2 separate regions of the Sus scrofa genome follow, and region 1 is linked to region 2. The links are chromatin contacts, called in public Hi-C maps. All regions are on one chromosome and are shown on one strand. The core of a region is the stretch at or near the end of the contact, and the rest is flanking DNA. Distances in the headings are between cores, read along the strand shown.

Region 1 (2,700 bases), core at 195-2,694, 42 kb before region 2:
TGCCATCTTATGCCCTACCTATGAAATAAAGCCCAAATTCTTCAGTCTGACTTTTGAAGCCCCATGTTGCCTTTCTAACTTTATTTCCCACTGCTCCTTTTCATGCACCTTGCTCCCTGAGTAAACCAAGCTGCTGGATGTGCCCATATCTGCCCAGGGCCTCCACTCTCTGTTTCCTCTGTCTGGCATGCAAAGCGGATAGTAAAGAGAACACACTTGTAGTCAAACAAGCCAGAACAGAAAACTCTGCTTTACCACTTACTAGCTGTGTGACTTTGGGCGGGGCACTAAACCTCTCTGAGTCTCCCATCTATAAAAATCAGGTTAAGAGAATCGACCTCAAAGGTTTGTTGTGAAAATTAACTGAATAAGTGCCCACTATGGCCACAGATCTAAATTTAATGTATCCATCTGGAAGCCCTTCCTTTACAGAATGTTCCAAAACAATCACTGCCCCCACATTTTCAAAGCCAGAAATGATTCCTCCCTCCCCTACATGCTCCTACTGCTTAATCGCTTAGGGCTCAAATCGTCCTCTGCAGGAATTACCATCCTGGCTCACTACTCATCCAGACTAGTATCCATGAGGACGTGGGTTAGATCCCTGCCTCGCTCAGTGTGTTAAGAATCCTGCTGTGATGAGCTGTGATGTAGACTGCAAACACTGTTCAGATCCGGCATTGCCGTGGCTGTGGTATAGGCCGGCAGCTGCAGCTCCAAGTCAACCCTAGCCTGGTAATTTCCAAATGCTGCAAGTGCGTCCCTAAAAATAAATAAATAAATAAATAAATAAAAATAAATTGTCCTCTTCCTTGTATTTGAGAAGGCTGAAGTCCCAGGTAGGGACTCAAAGTCCCTAAGGGCTGGACCCTGGTCTGATTTCAGTGTCATTCCAGGGATTTGTACCCAGGAGGTGGTAAATGCCCATTTGACTAAGTAAGAAAAAGTAAATGAAGCTCCTGGCTGATGAGGATCACCAGAGCTTCCACTCATCTTATGTTCATAATGGATTCAGGGGAGGAACGAAAACACACACTGCAGGGGTAGCAACTGGGGGCGAAGGGGCGGGGCCAAGATAAATGGGCGGGGTCTACCGCGGGGTGGGGCTTACCTGCTAGACTCATGTAGATTGGCTGGTGGGAGCGGAAGTGCTTCAGTGCGCCCCCGGAGCAGTTCCGCTCCTCGCACTGGAGCAAGCAGTCACGGTACACCGGCTCTCGGTCGCCCTGTGAACCGCTTGCTAGTGCGGCTGCTCCGGCTAGCAGCAGCAGCCGCGCCGTCCGCCAGGCCATCCCTTCACCCTGGCCCTCCGCCGGCGGAGGAACTTAAGTTCTCTCACTTCCGGGATAGCCGGAAGTGCCTTGTGTTCTTTCGCAAACTCTCCGCTGACGTCCACCCTAGTTTAAATAAAAGTTCCCGGATTTTTCTGGGCGCCTGCCCCGCCTCCTGTCTTATTCTTATCTGCATAAAACGTGCGAAAGGGTTAGGGAAGGGAGACGCCAGGTGAGTTAAGAAGCAAAATAAAGTTGTATTTTATCAACATCCGTGTTCTTTTTTCTCCGGGGTCTCTTAATTTGAACTGGGGCTGTTTTTCGGTTCCCAGCCTTATCGGATTTCCACTTCCTAATGTACCTGAAACTGTCCACTTTTCTCCTTCTCCACTGTCACCACCACCCTGTTTAAAGTCATCAGGGAGTTCCCATCGTGGCGCAGTGGTTAATGAATCCGACTAGGAACCATGAGGTTGCGGGTTCGATCCCTGCCCTTGCTCAGTGGGTTAACGATCCGGTGTTCCCGTGAGCTGTGGTGTAGGTTGCAGACGCGGCTCGGATCCCGCGTTGCTGTGGCTCTAGCATAGGCCGGTGGCTACGGCTCCGATTCGACCCCTAGCCTGGGAACCTCCATATGCCGCGGGAGCGGCCCAAGAAATAGCAAAAAGACAAAAATAAAAAAATAAATAAAAATAAAAAAATAAAGTCATCAGCATCTGTCACCGAGGCAGCTGTAGTAGCTTTTTAACACATCTCCCTGCCTCTACTTAAACCCCCTCCAGCCCATGCTCCAATTTCAAAAATTCAATTTTGATCATTTCACTTTTTCCTTCTTAAAATTCTTTCCAGGCTCTCACTTACCTCAGGATAAAATCGTAACTCCACAAGCCCTGCAGGATCTGGCTCCTGCCTACTGGTCTCCCTCACTACTCTGCCTCTGACCCACTTCAAGGGGCCATGTCTCTCAAGCTCCCTAGCTTTACCCCGTCTGTATCACTCTTAATCCCACTCCTGCTGATTTTTCTAGTCTCAAAATAAAGACTACTTCTGAGGGTGATAACACCTGGAAGGTGATATACAGTGGTCTGTTTTCCCTGGCAGAGTGAGGACCTCTGCTGTCTTGTTTTACTACTCTACTACCAGTACTAGTAGAGAATTTGGCTCAGGGTAGGCGCTCGCTAAGAACGCGGTTTTTTTGTTTGTTTTTAAGTGAATGAATAACGTAATTCGGCGTAAGAATTTGTGTGCCAAACCAAGGCTGTCAAATCACCAGAGTGATTCAGATGACGTTGAGGTAGGAGAGGGAGGTGTAGTATTTCAAGGAATATTAAGAGGAGGATCTTTGGGAATAGGAGGACGTTTGCTTTAGTATCACCCCTCCTCCCCACTCTATCCCCAGCACAAGCACACAACCCGTCTGATTGAAGCA
Region 2 (2,700 bases), core at 60-2,559:
GGTTCTCCGTTACTGGCTCTTCGGATGGCCTCAATGAGCTAGAAGGCAGAGACAGGGAATGGGATGATGCATTCGTTGTGGGGGCAGGGCGAGCCGGGGATCTTCCCAGCATTGCAAGTACTCACATCTTTCTCGTAAGGAAAGCCCCCATTCTCCAGCTTGGAGAACACCAGCTGTCCATTGATTTCGATCTCAAAGGCCCCTGGTATTAAACAAACGGATGAATGAACTGGATGCTGAGAACAGGTAAGAGTCAGGGGAAGCCCTCCAAAGTGGGGCCCTCCCCACTCTTAGATTTAACACCGGCTCTTTCTTGTCCCTCGCTGGCCCCATGAGGACTCTAGAAAGCCATTTGCCAACCCTGTATCAAAGCCAGAGGAACCTAATAATGGAGGCGTCTCAGTGTATCTTTCCCTTGAACTCAGCCTCATAACTCAATAAAAGGTTCCCTCCCCTCCAACTCTGCACTTCAGTCTCATCCGTTTTCCCCAACAGGCTTCATCTGTGACCCGCCTCACCAGGTAGGGGCCTTACGTTGGTTGGCCGTTTTACTATGTGCCACTCACTACTGTACACGATGTGAAACAGCCAATACAGAGTTCCCGTTGTGGCTCAGTGGTTAACGAACACTACTAGCATCCAGGAGGATGCGGGTTTGATCTCTGGCCTCGATCAGTGGGTTAAGGATCCAGCGTTGCCATGAGCTGTGGTGTAGGTTGCAGACGTGGCTTGTATCCTGCGTTGCTGTGGCTGTGGTGTAAGCTGGCTGCTACAGCTCCGAATCGACCCCTAGCTTGGGAACCTCCATATGCTGTGGGTGCGGTCCTAAAAAGACAAAAAAGAAAAAAAAAAAAAAAAAAAAAAACCTCAAAACAGCCAATGCCAGAGCCAGAAAGTGGTAGAGCTGGGATTTAGAACACTGACTCAGCAGGTGTTCTGCGGCCTCACCTGTGCCCCCCAGGCGCGACTCGATCTCGATGCCCGGATACTGCTCCTTCACGGCACTCGCCAGCTCCAGGTAGGTCGCTTCGAAGCCGCAGGGTTCACTAGGGAGAAGACACCTGGGGTCCACTTGGATTTCGGGAAAGGTTACTCCAGTGGACCCACCCTCGTTCAGCCCGAATCCTCGCACTGGCCGGAGCCGCTCACCAGTACTCAACCACGATGCGGACCCCACTGCCCGGTTCGATCTCCCCGGGAGGGGGCGCTACGGATGTCGGCCCTGTCTCCCCGCTCATTGCCTTGCCGCCGGCTCCCCTCTGCCGCTGCTTCCGGGTATGACGAGACGCCGCGGGCACGTGACGGGGCGGGGCCGCCGGACGGGGCCGCTCCTTACGTCTGGGCGCCCCCTGCAGGCCACGGCGGCTGCTACGTTTTGACCCCATCGCCAGCTTGAAGGGCAGGTGGGTCCAGACCACTTTCCTGCTCCCGGGCTATCAGAGGGCCTAACTTGCCGTGCACCTGGTGTCTGCTGGACTTCACGGTCTTATTTAATCTAATGAAATGTCTTAGACTGCAAAACGCTCTCCAGTTTACAAAAGGAAGGGAAAGTGGGGCAAGCGGACCCAGAGCCTGGGTTTGGCTGATGCGATAGAACAGTTGCCATTTCTCGCTAACATGCTGATGGCATTTTAAACCACTCAATAGTTACACGGTCACGTACTTCTGACTCTTAAGCGCTAGACTGCAGGCACAGTCTGGGCAATCGCTACCACTCTCCTGCCTTCGAAAACCTGAGGCTCTGAGCCTCCCATTCTGTAGGCTCTATGCTGCCATCACGTTCACGTTCACCTCCCGTCTCCTCCTTGCTTCGCAATAAAGAGCTGGGGGCGGGGGGACTGAGAAGGGAGTTCCCGTCCTGACTCAGCGGTTAGCGAACTAGCATCCACGAGGACTCCAGTTCAATCCCTGGCCTCGCTCAGTGGGTTAAGGATCCGGTGTTGTGAGCTGTGGTGTAGGTCGAAGACAGGGCTCAGATCCCCTGCAGCTGTGGCTCTGGCGTAGGCCAGCGGCTACAGCTCCGATTCGACCCCTAGCCTGGGAACCTCCAAATGCTGCAGGTGTGACCCTAAAAAAGACAATAAATAAATAAAGAGCTGGCTTCTTTATTTCCATTTTGCAGTTTTTGAAATGGAGGCTGACTCTCTGTCTCTTCTCTCCCTGGGGACATCCTTACAGGTTACCAAACCTAGCATTTCTTTAAACCATTCTTTTTTGGAGTTCCCGTTGTGGCGCAGCAGAAACAAATACAACTAGCATTTATGAGAGTGTGGGTTCGATCCCCGGCCTCGCTCAGTGGGTTTAGTATTGATTTGTAAGTGTTCTTTATATACCTTTGACCCTTGAACAATACAACATTGAACCATGCAGCACTTATGCATGGATTTTTTTCAATAAATACATAATACATAATCCAAGGTTAGTTGAACCTGAAGATGGAAACCATGGATAGGAAGGGCTGACTGTGAAGTTATACTTAGATTTTCTACAGCTCAAGGGTTGTCGGCACCCCTAACCTCTGCATTGTTCAAAGGTCAACTCTATTCTAGATACCAAGTCCCTAGTCAGATTATGATTTGCAAACATTTTCCTCCATTTTTCACAAGATTTCTTTCTTTCTTTTCTTTTTTCTTTTTTTTTTTTTTTAGGGCTGCCCCTTTGGCATATGGAGGTCCTAGGTTAGGGGTCTAATTGGAGCTG

What was found. Hi-C and Micro-C count contacts between places; a contact is called where the count stands out from the background.
Region 1: a contact with region 2 is called in a Hi-C map of liver, with 1.8 times the contacts expected there. The contact joins the promoter of PGAP3 here to the promoter of MIEN1 in region 2. A contact is called at or near these places in 1 of 5 promoter capture datasets (liver), 13 of 47 Hi-C or Micro-C datasets (blood, embryonic fibroblasts, fetal skeletal muscle and 3 more) and 1 of 2 datasets of contacts at active chromatin or transcription factors (skeletal muscle).

Annotation. Positions count from the first base shown.
Region 1 is chr12:22,629,163-22,631,862 of Sscrofa11.1, reverse strand. It overlaps PGAP3 (post-GPI attachment to proteins factor 3), which reads right to left and starts at 1,444. Exons shown (of 7, transcript XM_013979725.2): 1 at 1,112-1,444. The coding sequence starts at 1,292.
Region 2 is chr12:22,586,803-22,589,502 of Sscrofa11.1, reverse strand. MIEN1 (migration and invasion enhancer 1) reads right to left here and starts at 1,309. Exons shown (of 4, transcript XM_003131517.5): 1 at 1,150-1,309; 2 at 949-1,046; 3 at 126-202; 4 at 1-38. The coding sequence starts at 1,238.